Linked DNA regions of Mus musculus: region 1 is linked to region 2. The links are chromatin contacts, called in public Hi-C maps. All regions are on one chromosome and are shown on one strand. The core of a region is the stretch at or near the end of the contact, and the rest is flanking DNA. Distances in the headings are between cores, read along the strand shown. Region 1 has its middle 62 kb from the start of Gm23056. Region 2 has its middle 25 kb from the start of Gm41950.

Region 1 (5,541 bases), core at 1,822-4,321, 260 kb after region 2:
TTATTTATTTATTTATTGAGATTATAGCACAATCACAACCTTTCTCCTCTCTCCAAGTTCTCCCATATACCCTTCCTTGCTCTCTTTCAAATTCATGGCCTCTTTTTAAAATTAATTGTCTGTTACATGAATATATTTATATTCCTGTATATATAACCTGTGCATCTGTACAATGTTATCTGTGTGTATGTCTTTATGGATGACTGCTTGGTATTAGATGGCCAACTGGTGAGCTCTTCCCTGGTGAAGGCTATTTCTCCTGCTCCCAGCTTTTCTCCGTTGCCTGCAGTTCTTTGTGTAAGGTTGAGGCCTTGTGAGCTTTGCCCCAGAAGTCTCACCATGAGTCCATGAACATGACTGCTCAGACATGAGCCCAACAAGGACTACACAGATGGACATGGCAAATGAGCTGCTTTGAAGGATTTTATATTTATTTTTTATGTGAGTACTGTTAAAGGCCAGAAGAGGGCATCAGAGCCCCTGGAGTTGGGAAGTTGTGAGCTATGTGCCCGGAGGTGCTGGGTACCAAACTCTGGTCCTCTGGAAGTGCAGCAAGTACTCTTAACCACCCATCTCTCTAACATCAAATGCTTGTGTACTGATCTTTACCTTACAGGTAGAGAATCAAAGCCTCCATGTGGATTTGAGATGAGGTGAAATCTACTCTTTTTCCCAGTCCCACTCTAAACAAATGCTGGCCCTCTCCTTCAGTTCATAAGAACAAAAGCTTCCTACACTTCCATGGGTGTGAGCAGATGTTCAGTGTGGGTGTGAGTGCAGTCGAGGGCTCTTTGCGGTCCCCACCAGCTGCCTCTGGGCTCTGCTCCGATGGCCCCCAGTGCCTCGCAGGGACCATTAACTCCACCCAGAGCCTTTGATTCTTGCTTTCAAAGAGTTCTGGCAACTTGACCCTTTCCTCATATGTCTTTGTTTCTTTACCCGTTTCCTTTCTGTAGGACTTTGCCAGGGTGCTGGGATATATTTCAAGGCTTCTGAAGGGGTCTAACCGACTGGAGGAGAAATTGTGAGAAGAGACTCACATTTGTGTGTGTGTGTGTGTGTATCCTGCATGCCCCAAAGTATCTTGCACACTTCAGTAAACCAGTCTGCAAGATCTGGAGAAAGAGAAAATTCCATAGCCCATCAGAATAGGCTGACTGAATCTCCCCTCTCCCCCTGTGAGTCTCTTATATTCTGGGTAAGTCTCTCTCTGTCTCTCTTGTAGGCAGATCCTGGAAAAAAAATACATGGTTCTCTCCCTTCATGTTCCACAGGGCATTAGGAGCGGGAGAGAAAACGCTCTAGGATCTGAGGGGTCCCATTTTCAAAGTATTCACCTCCACACCAGTGGTCCACTGTCTAGGCAGGTGCTGGACTTGTAGATTTAACCTAACTTGGACTAATTTCTTTTCTTTTTTTTAAATGGTGTTTGAGGTCTTGGGTGATGGCTCCATTGGTAATGTGCTTGCCTTACAAGCATGAGAACACAAGTTCAATACTCAGAACCTGTGTTAAAATTAAAGCATGGTAGTGTATGCTTGTAAACTCAGTGCTAGGGAAGTGGAGACAGGAAGCTTCTTGGGGGTTCCCTTAGCCAGCTGGTCTACCCTATTTAGCAGGTTCCACAAGAGATCCTCAGGAACATTAAGGTGGGTGGCTTCTAAGAGATGACAGTGGAGGTTGTCCTTCGGCCTCCAGATTTATGTTTATTCATGTACAATGTGCCTACACATACATGGACACACACACGTACACAAGCCTACACATACATGAACATACACATGTACACAAGCCTACACATACATGAACACACACACGTACACAAGCACACCTTCGTATGGAACCCACACGGGCTTTTTTCTTGTTATTATGCCATCAATAATAGAGCATAAGAGTTATGCACACAGCGTACACAACCTATGGTGTGCGTATGTTAGAAACCAGCACAGCTTTCTCATGCCACTGCTACTTCATAAGATTTGCAGCAATAGGTTGGGGTGGTTTGGGTTTGGGGAAGAGCTCTTGGGTGATTCCAGTGATTAGTGGAGTCTGCAAACAGCAGATGTCGTCAACGAGATAAAGGAAAGGCCCATATAACATTCAGGGGTTCTGCAACATGGCCAGTGAAAATGAAAGCAATTATCCAGAGAATCCCAGCACCAAAAAACCTCCTACATTTTTATTGGGATTATGCCTAACTTTCTGAAGCCTCGGGACAGGAAGCCCAAGTGCGTCCACACGCAGCTCCCGTGAGAGACGGCTGAGGTGGCAGTTTGAGCAGAGGGGGTGGCAATTGTGCTTTCTGGATGGTTTTGCTCCCTGTGGCCGTCACCCACTCTGGACATGCTGACAGCTCCCTCATTTCATACATGCTTATAGCTCATTAGTTTTCCAGCCCACAAGCTGTGAGTCTCCACTTTGACATGGAAAACACTGCCTGTTATTTATAGTGTGCCATGTTTGGGCTGGCCATCAGAAAATATATATTGAAACAATTTTCCACTTGTTTAAGTTTCTCCTCTCCTGTGGATTTTAGTCCTCTTTCTTTCTCCTTCCCCATCCCTCTTTCTCTGACAGATTCTCAGTCTGCAGTCTGTGCTGGTGTCAAATGCACAGTCCCTCTGCCTTAGCCTCTTGAATGTGTCCCCATGCCTGGCTCGAAAACTTCAATACATCTTTTAATAATATCTCATTTCAGGTTACTATCACTTGCATTATAACAGCCAGATGTCTTATCCTCATGTTTTGGGGGTCCACAGATTTACTTTTCCGCTGCATTGTTTCCCATACGACCAGTTGGCTCCGTGCTTCCTAACTTAAGTGTGGGAACTTTGGTCCTGCCTTTAGAGACCAAAAGGAATGCTTGCAGCCCCGTTTTGGGTCATTGTTCTAGGCTCTGCATTTGCTAAATGAATTTGTTTAATGCCAAGTTTCCCGGGAGAGAAGCTAGCCTATTTTAGTCCATCAAATTCATCATCTGCTTTTTATTGTCCTTGTGGATATCAGTGGGTTTAGAGGCCAACGACCCAAGTTACTCGAACGTCAATTGAGGACTGCCATCTAGTGGCCGGGCAACCTCTGTAGCTAATGATGTCTGTGGAACAACCTGCCAGAAAGGATCCAATTCTACCTGCTCCCTCGGCAGAGTCTTCTGACAGGCTAGATGCACCTTCCATTTCTGCTCTCTGATTCTTCAAAGTAACTGCCACAATGCCAGGGTAGCGACCTCCCTATGCCTTGAAGGAGGAGAAGTCATTCTCGTTCTGGTTGTAGTTATTTTTGGACCCGCCTTTGGGCAATGGTTTGAGCCAAGTTTTGAGAGGTTTAAAGCAAAAGTTTTAATACTATGCAAGGTAAGACAGAGGCTTGCAGTGGGGGCGGAGTCTCACCTGCCCAGCACTGGTTTTCTTTGATCTTCCTTCCTTCCTTCCTTCCTTTCTTTCTTTCTTTCTTTCTTTCTTTCTTTCTTTCTTTCTTTCTTTCTTTCTTTCTTTTAAAAAACCCTTTTATTTGAAAGATTTGTTTTATTTTTAATTATGTATATGTGTGTGCATCTGCTTGAGTGTGTGCAGATGAGTGACAAAAGAGAATGTCAGGATCCCTGGAGCTGGAGCTACAGGTAGTTGTGAGCTGCCCTTTATGGGTGCTGGAATCTTGGGTCCTTTAAAACAGTGGCACACACATGCATGTGTACACACACACACACACACACACACACTCTTATCTCCGTTGTTGGGCTCTCCTTGGTCTGGAGATGACTCAGACAGGAGTGACTGGCCAGTAAGTCGCAGGCATCCCTCTGTTCCCACTTCCTCAGGGCTGGGAGTACAGATGCATGCCACTGTGTCTGACTTTTCTTTTCTTTTTAAAATGTTTCTGGGAATTAAATTCAGATCCTAAGAGTTAAGTCAAGCACTTTACTGACTGAGTCACCCCCAGTCCCTGGGTGTGGGCTTGCTAAGTGTGACTCCTGCACTAGCAGCATTGATATTGCCTGTGACTTGTTAAGAACTCGCAGCCTCTTGGTCCCGGCTGGATGGGAAACTCTTGGGAAGAAGCCCAGAAATCGGTCGGAGTCTTAGCTGCTCCAGATGAACACTCAGCTTACAGCACTGTGCTGGGGAAAGGAGTCGGCTCTGGGCCCCAGGGTCCGACTCTGGGCAAACGGGAAGTAGATGGTCTCCAGGGTGCATTTGGTTCTCCACAACCCTCCTTCCTCTTCAGGGCCCTTTCCCTGTGCTATTTACCCAACAAACAGCATACCTTTATTAGGCGGATGCTACAAGCAAGCCATTGCTTCCAGTCGTGTAGAGAAGGGAGATGCTCAGAGAAAGGGACAGAGGACTTAGCTGTCATGACTTTGTTTTGTATGTGTTTCCATATGTCCAGGAGCGTGTGGAGGCCAGATGTGGTGACACAAACCTTTAATCCCAGCACTTTGGGGACAGAAGAAAGGAGATCTGTGAGTTTAAGGCCAGCCTGGTTTACATAGTGAGTTCCAGGACAGCCAGGACTAAATAGGAGATCCTGTCTCAAAAAAAAAAAAAAAAATCCAAACTAATTTTTCAAAAAAAATCTTTTGGGGAGTTAGGGGAGGTGTCACGGTGTCCATGCGGAGGTCACAGGACAACTTGTGGGAGTCAGTTCTCTTCACCAGGTGGGTCCTGGGCTTGTCCTCAGTAGCTAGGCTAGGAAAGAAGAGCTTACACCTGCTGAGATCTCACCCGCCCTCTACCTTATTTTGGAGACAAAGTGTTTTACTGACTTGGTGAGACTGGCTGGCCAGGGGTTCCCAGTGTTGGCATTACAATGTGTGGTGCCAGGCCCAGCCTTTTCTGTGGGTGCTGGAGATCTGAACTCAGGACTTTATACTGTCATCCCCCTTTACCCCCCATCCCCGCTCTCCAACAGTTGCCTAGGGGATGCCTCTGCTGCTCCCAGGACTCTGTTTAAAGAGAAGATCAGCAGAAGTGGGGTTTGATGGAGAACGTAGTACAGGTTTTTGGGAGATGAGTGTGGCTTCAGAGCTGCTTGAAACCTTTATAGCCTCCTGCCTGCAGCACTCAGGAGACATGCTTTGTTTTTAATTTTGTTTTGTTTTTTGTTTTGTTTTTCTAAATTGAACTCTAGTCCATTATAAAAAGATTAAAACAACATGCTGCGATTTCACCACCCAAAGGTTAGGCAATTCAAAAGCCAAGAGTCGACGTGTGCTTATTGAAAGGCCTTGGGGAAAACTGTCAATAGTTCTGGAAAGTTTGGCTGCCCGTTCAAAGACCTGTTTCATGCTCTGCATCAACCTGCCTGGATCAATACGGCCCGTATGTCGGCCAGCACATTTGCCTCTTGTTTAATTTGCCATTTATAAGTTTGGTCGGTCCAATGTGTCTAAGCAATTACAATGCAGAGAATAAATAAGCACGGCGGCCAATCAAACTGGATTTGCGGCACAATTAGACATCAAGTGCCCACAGAGCCGGGCATAGCACTCCACTCGCAGATGAGAATACAAATGTTTGCTTGTACATCAAATGAAGTCTC
Region 2 (5,787 bases), core at 1,869-4,368:
ATTTGTAATTTTCTACATTTATGTGGTCAAGCTTTTTTTGAGTTTCCTCCATTAAAAACTACCAGTTAACGGAACCTGTTTGTGCTTGCTTATAATTGCAGCGTGCAAAGATTGAGTCAGGAGGATTGCCAGGAATCTGAGGCTATCCTGGGCTATTTAGTGAGTTTGGGGCTAGCCTGGGCTATGTAGAAGGGCTGTTTCAAACAAAGCAACCACTATTTATAATATTAATATCATCATCAAAACCAACAGTAATGGTGGGCAAGCTTTGTTTCTTAGATTTCTTTCTCTTCTTTTTCCTCCTCTAATGCAAGCATTTATCTTGGCCTTTTGGTATTCACCCCTAACTTACTTTCTCTCTTTCTCTCTCTCTCTCTCTCTCTCTCTTTCTTTCTTTCTTTCTTTCTTTCTTTCTTTCTTTCTTTCTTTCTTTCTTTCTTTCTTTCTTTCTTCCTTTCTTTCTTTCTTCCTTGTTTTTTTTAAATATCAGTTCTAAATGGACAGAGAATTACACACAGAGTAGTAAAAGCAAGCTCTGTACTTTAAAAATCAGATTTCTACTGACTCACTAAAATAGAAAAACACCATTTTATAATGGAGTGTCTCACAAGTTACCATTGCTAAGCTATTCTCTAGGCTTTGTAAGGAACAAGATATATCAGGAACATTTTATAGCACAGCTTCACTTTTAGTGTGTTTGTGTGCTGGTGTGTGTGTGTGTAATATATGATTTCAGGTGCATGTGTGTGTATGTGTGAGTGCGTATGTGTGTGTGTGTGTGTGTGTGTGTGTGTGTGTAGGTGCATGTGTGTGGTGTATGAATTCAGGTGCATGTGTGTGTGCCTGTGTGTATGTGCAGGTGCATGTATGTGGTATATGAATTCAGGTGCATATGTGTGTGTGTGTGAGTGAGTGTGTGTGAGTAGGTGCATGTGTGTGGTGTATGCATTCAGGTGCATATGTGTGTATGTGTGAGTTTGTGTGTATGTGCAGGAGTGTGTAGTGCATATGCAGGCGCATGTGTGTGATATAAGAATTCAGGTGTGTGTGTGTGTGTTTCAGGTGCATGTGTATGTGAACATACGTGTGGAGATCAGAGGTCAACCTTCAGTGTTACTCTCCTCACCAGCTCATCTTGTGTTTTGAGACAGTCTCTCACTGACTTGGAACTCAACAAATAAGATAGGGAGGTTGGTCAGTGAGTCCCAGGGACCCCCTGTCTGTCTCTCTACTGATGGGATTATGAACATGGGCAACCATGTTCAAGGCTTTCTTCTTTATGTGAGTTGTGAGAATAAAACCCAGGTCCTCATTGTTAGCAAGACCAGAACTTTACTGTCCAAGCTGTCTCTCCAGTTGCTATCATTTTGAACAATGTTTTCTTATTTCATATTTAGACTTAGTCTGGAGTTTTATTAGAAAACCGGCAAACAAATGTTAGGTTTCTTTTGCCTTTGGTCAGGAACTCCATTATCTAAGGTCAGTGGAAGCAGGAGATGGCCTAGGCTTTCCTGGAGAGCTTTTGGACACTTTGTTTCTATTGCTATTGTTTAAGGCTGAAAGAAACATGGGAGTTAAAGGAACAGAGAACTTTCTACTGGAATTGTAGCATTGTCACAGATTAAGATAGGTGTTTTTATTTCAGGAAAGAGGTGATGGGGTGGAAAGAACCTTCCTCTTTGCTACTTAGATTATACATCCCCCCCTCCCCACCCTGCCAGGGACCAGGACGTAGTCTAGTTGGTATAGTGTTTGCCTAGCATGTACGAAGCCCTGGATTCAACCCTAGCACGATGTAAAGTGGGTGTGGTGGTGTGTGCCTATAGTCCATGCACTTGGGAAGTAGAAGTATAAAGACAAGGCAGGGGAGAACAAAAATATTGACACTCCCAGATAACTGCCCACCTGGCGTCCCCTCAGGCCTGACTGTCACAAGCCAAATGTGGCTGGCAAGGTGCCCAACATCCAGAAACACCTCATGTGGAGGGTTTCAGCTGGGTCTGTCAAATTTCACCAGTTTACTGTTATCTCTCTTTCCCCTCCACCTTTCCACGTATGGCATGCTCGCTAGGATTTCTTCCTTACTGTTTGTAAGGCTATTTCTTTGCCTTTCAAATCAGTCTATCAGGGCATTGACTTTAGGGGAGGGGGAGGGGAGGTGAAAAGAAAAGAATCCAGGGAGGCCCCACCTGCACCTCTTCCTGTCAGGGTGTTCACTGAAGCACATTTATTAAGCTGACTTGTGCCCGGTCTGCTCTGGACTCTACATTTATCACTGAGAAATATCAAACCTTCATGCGTTTCTGTGGAACTCAGATTCTCCTGCAGGCAAGCCAGAACACACGAGTCACCACCCAAGTCAATTTCCACATCCTCATGAGTTTAGTCAATTAATACTTGTTTTTAATGGTCTTACAAATTGAGTGCAGTGTGTGTGTTGAGGAACACTTGTGTGTACCTTAAAGCCAGAGGACAACCTAAAGGCTGGTGTCTTGGGTACCATCCACCTTGATTTTTGAGACAGAATCTCTCATTAGCCTGGAGTTACCAATTCAGCTAGGCTGGCTGGCCAGTGAGCCCCAGGCTCCACCTGTCTCTACCTCACCAGCATTGGCATTACAAATGTGTGCCAACACTCCTACTTTGTGTTTTTAAAAGGTTTATTTGTATTTTAAAAAAGATTTTATGTATATGTGTGTCTACATGCGGGCTTATGCACACCGCTACAGGTACCCTCAGAGGCCAGAAGAGGGAGTTGGATCTCCTGGAGCCGGGATAACAGATGGTTTTGAGCTGCTTAACCTGCGTGCTGGGAACTAAACTCCAGTTCTCAGCTAGAGCAGTACATGCTCTTAGCCACTGAGCTGTCTCTCCAAACCCACACCTGACTTCTTAATCCGGGGCTGTAACTCAAGAGCTCATGCTTGCACAACCTGCACTTTACTGACCACTGTCTCCTTAGCCCCATTGAGGCAATTCTTTTATGAAGGTCTCAGTCTAGAAAATCCTTATAGGCGTGGGCGGCATCTTGTAGCTAGCTCTTCTGCTCTGGACAGTACACCAGCCTCAGCTCACATCTGCTCCTGTCTGTCTGGGCTCAAAGCCTTGCTGGTGTGGAGCTGGAAGATCACACCCCACAAAACCTGATGATAAAGCATCATGTGGCGGATGACAGGAGGCTCAGCAGGGGGATATTAACACTCATTAGGATACTTTTTCCTGATCATAGATAATGATGCTCTTCTTTGTTCGACATCCCCAGTCAATTCATTCACTGCAGATTTCCAGACTCAGGACCAAATCTGAGCATCTGTGTAGGAACTGCTTCGGCGGCTGAATTAGCCATTTCAATTATGGAAGGGGGGGGGGCTTGAATGTCTCTTTTCCTTCATCATCTGTGGTAACTGCTTTTGAGGGGGATGTATGGAGCGGTTCATAGGAGGAAGCTGCATTAGCGGTGACATAACCTATTAAGCAGAAGTTATGAGCTCGGGAAGGGCAGGGACACACACAAGGATTTTAAATTGACACTTCATAATCTCTCCTCACCCGATTCTCTGCATTGGCTCTGTGCTGGACTAATTCCACCTTTATCTGCTTTTAAATAAAAATTTATGGATGGCAGCTGAGGTCCTATGTAGGGTCTTTGTGATTTGGGATTAAGATCCTTCAGTGCCCAAGTACCTCATTAGTGTGTGCACACTAGCCACTTGTGGGTAGTCAGGGGATGAGGAGTAACCAGGGAGAATGATGAAAGAGGGGGAGGGGAGGGCTGGGTTAGACAAAGAAAGAACAGATGTTTTAACATAACAATAATCACACAGCAGTAATAAATGTCGCAATGGCTAGTTTTTATTTTTATACTTTTAAAAAAATGTATGTGAGGTTCTTCGTTCATGAGTGTGTGTCTACCATTTGCTTGCTTGGTACTGGTGAAGGTCAGAAGAAGACACCAGGGACTGGAGAGATGGCTCGGTGGTGAAGTGCACTGGCTGCTCTTTCAGATTCTCAGCATTGGAATGGTGGCCCACAGCTGTCTGCAGCTCCAGCTCTAGAGGATTCGACTCTTCTGGCTTCTTTGGACTCTGCACACATAGATTTATGCAGGCAAAACACTCATGTACACAACTCTCTCCTCTCTCTCTGTCTTTCTCTGTCTCTCTCTGTGTCTCTGTCTCTGTCTGTCTGTCTCTCTCTGAGATAGGGTTTCTCTGTAGTCCTGACTGTCCTGCAACTCACTCTGTAAACCAGGTCTGGCTTTGCACTCACAGAGATCTGCCTGCCTCTACCTCCTGAGTGCTGCAACTAAAGGGGTATGTGCTACCAGCACCTGGCTTAAAAATAAAGAAGAAAACATCATGTCCTTTGGAATGGAAGTTATATAGTTGAACCACTGTGTAGGTGTTGAAAACCAAACCCTAGTCTTCTGCAAGATAGCAAGTACACTTGACTGCTGAGCCATCTCTCCAGCCCCGGATGGCTAATTTTACCTGCTAACTTGCCACAACCTAGAATCACCTGTTGTGGTGGATTTTCCAGAGAGATTCTTTTCTTCTACTTATCTCTCTGTTTGCACCAAGCACTCCCCAATGTGACATTCAACAAGCAAGAGTCTTTCTAATATTCTGTTATTAAAGTTTAGCTAGGCATGTTTGGCTGTTTATCCAAAGTCTTTATTTCAGTTCTCTGCTTCATTTATGTTGGGTCATGTGGCCTTCCTCTTGACTAAAGAGGTGTTAACAAGAGGTATCTTGATAAGTTTGAGGTGGTGACCCTAAATTTTTATTCTCCTTTCTATGTAAAAATATTGTGTTTTGGAAACTCTCTCTCTCTCTCTCTCTCTCTCTCTCTCTCTCTCTCTCTCTCTCTCTCTGTGTGTGTGTGTGTGTGTGTGTGTGTGTTACTGAGGATGAAACCCAAAGCCTTGGGCAAGCTAGACAAGCACTGAGCTATGTACCCAGTCCTTAGAACTTTGCACTTTGGTGGCAAAACAATCGTATCAGCCCTGGGCTTTTAACATATGGCATATATATATATATATATATATATATATATATATATATATATATATACACATGAATATTTCTGCTTTCCTTGAACTAGTTTCTTGGGGACCATTTAATATAGTACTTAGCAGAATGGATTGCATGAAGCTCTGGTTTTGACTCCCAGCACTTCATAAAACTTGGTGAGATGACACATGTTTGCAATCTGAGCATTGGGAGGTAGGCTGGAAGAGTAGAATTTTAAGGTCATCTCTCTCTACATAGCAAATTGGAGTTTCTATCTTCTATCTATCTATCTATCTATCTATCTATCTATCTATCTATCTATCTATCTATCTATCAACTATTAATCTATTATCTATCTATTGTTTATCTATTATCATCTATCTACTATCTATGTATCTTTGTGTCTATGAATCCATCCATCCATTCATCCATTCATCCATCCATCCATCTTATCTCTATCCCCTAACTAATATATGACATCTTCCCCATATGCATATTCATCTACCTAATTTTTAACATTTATTTATATTTATGTGTAAATGTGTAGCTGTGTGTGAGTTTGTACACATGAGTGCCATGCCTGAGGAAGCTGGAGGAGGGTGTCAGATTTTTTGGAGCTAGAATTACAGCTGATTGTGAGCTAACCAACATGGTGTTGGTAAGTGAACTCTGGTTCTCTGCAAGAGCAGCGAGCACTCTGATCCTCTGCGCTGTCTCTCCAGACAGCCAGCCACCTAGTTTCTTAAGTCAGAAACCTGTTTATCTCCACATCCTG

Evidence for each region. Hi-C and Micro-C count contacts between places; a contact is called where the count stands out from the background.
Region 1: a contact with region 2 is called in a Hi-C map of the N1E-115 cell line, with 11 times the contacts expected there. The contact joins two enhancer-like sites. A contact is called at or near these places in 1 of 15 datasets of contacts at CTCF or cohesin (stem cell-derived epiblast-like cells), 16 of 484 Hi-C or Micro-C datasets (the AtT-20 cell line, CD4 T cells, CD8 T cells and 9 more) and 7 of 115 datasets of contacts at active chromatin or transcription factors (the 230-238 cell line, CD8 T cells, bone marrow-derived macrophages and 4 more).

The regions. Positions count from the first base shown.
Region 1 is chr1:128,821,355-128,826,895 of GRCm38.p6, forward strand. No RefSeq gene overlaps it. Among named protein-coding and RNA genes, the nearest start is that of Gm23056, 62 kb to the right of the region's middle. Within about 2 kb of position 3,072, at least 64 of the 459 cell types and tissues checked have an H3K27ac peak or open chromatin away from gene starts, as enhancers often do. A contact at or near this core is called in the N1E-115 cell line, where this site is marked.
Region 2 is chr1:128,564,328-128,570,114 of GRCm38.p6, forward strand. No RefSeq gene overlaps it. Among named protein-coding and RNA genes, the nearest start is that of Gm41950, 25 kb to the left of the region's middle. Within about 2 kb of position 3,119, at least 11 of the 459 cell types and tissues checked have an H3K27ac peak or open chromatin away from gene starts, as enhancers often do. A contact at or near this core is called in the N1E-115 cell line, where this site is marked.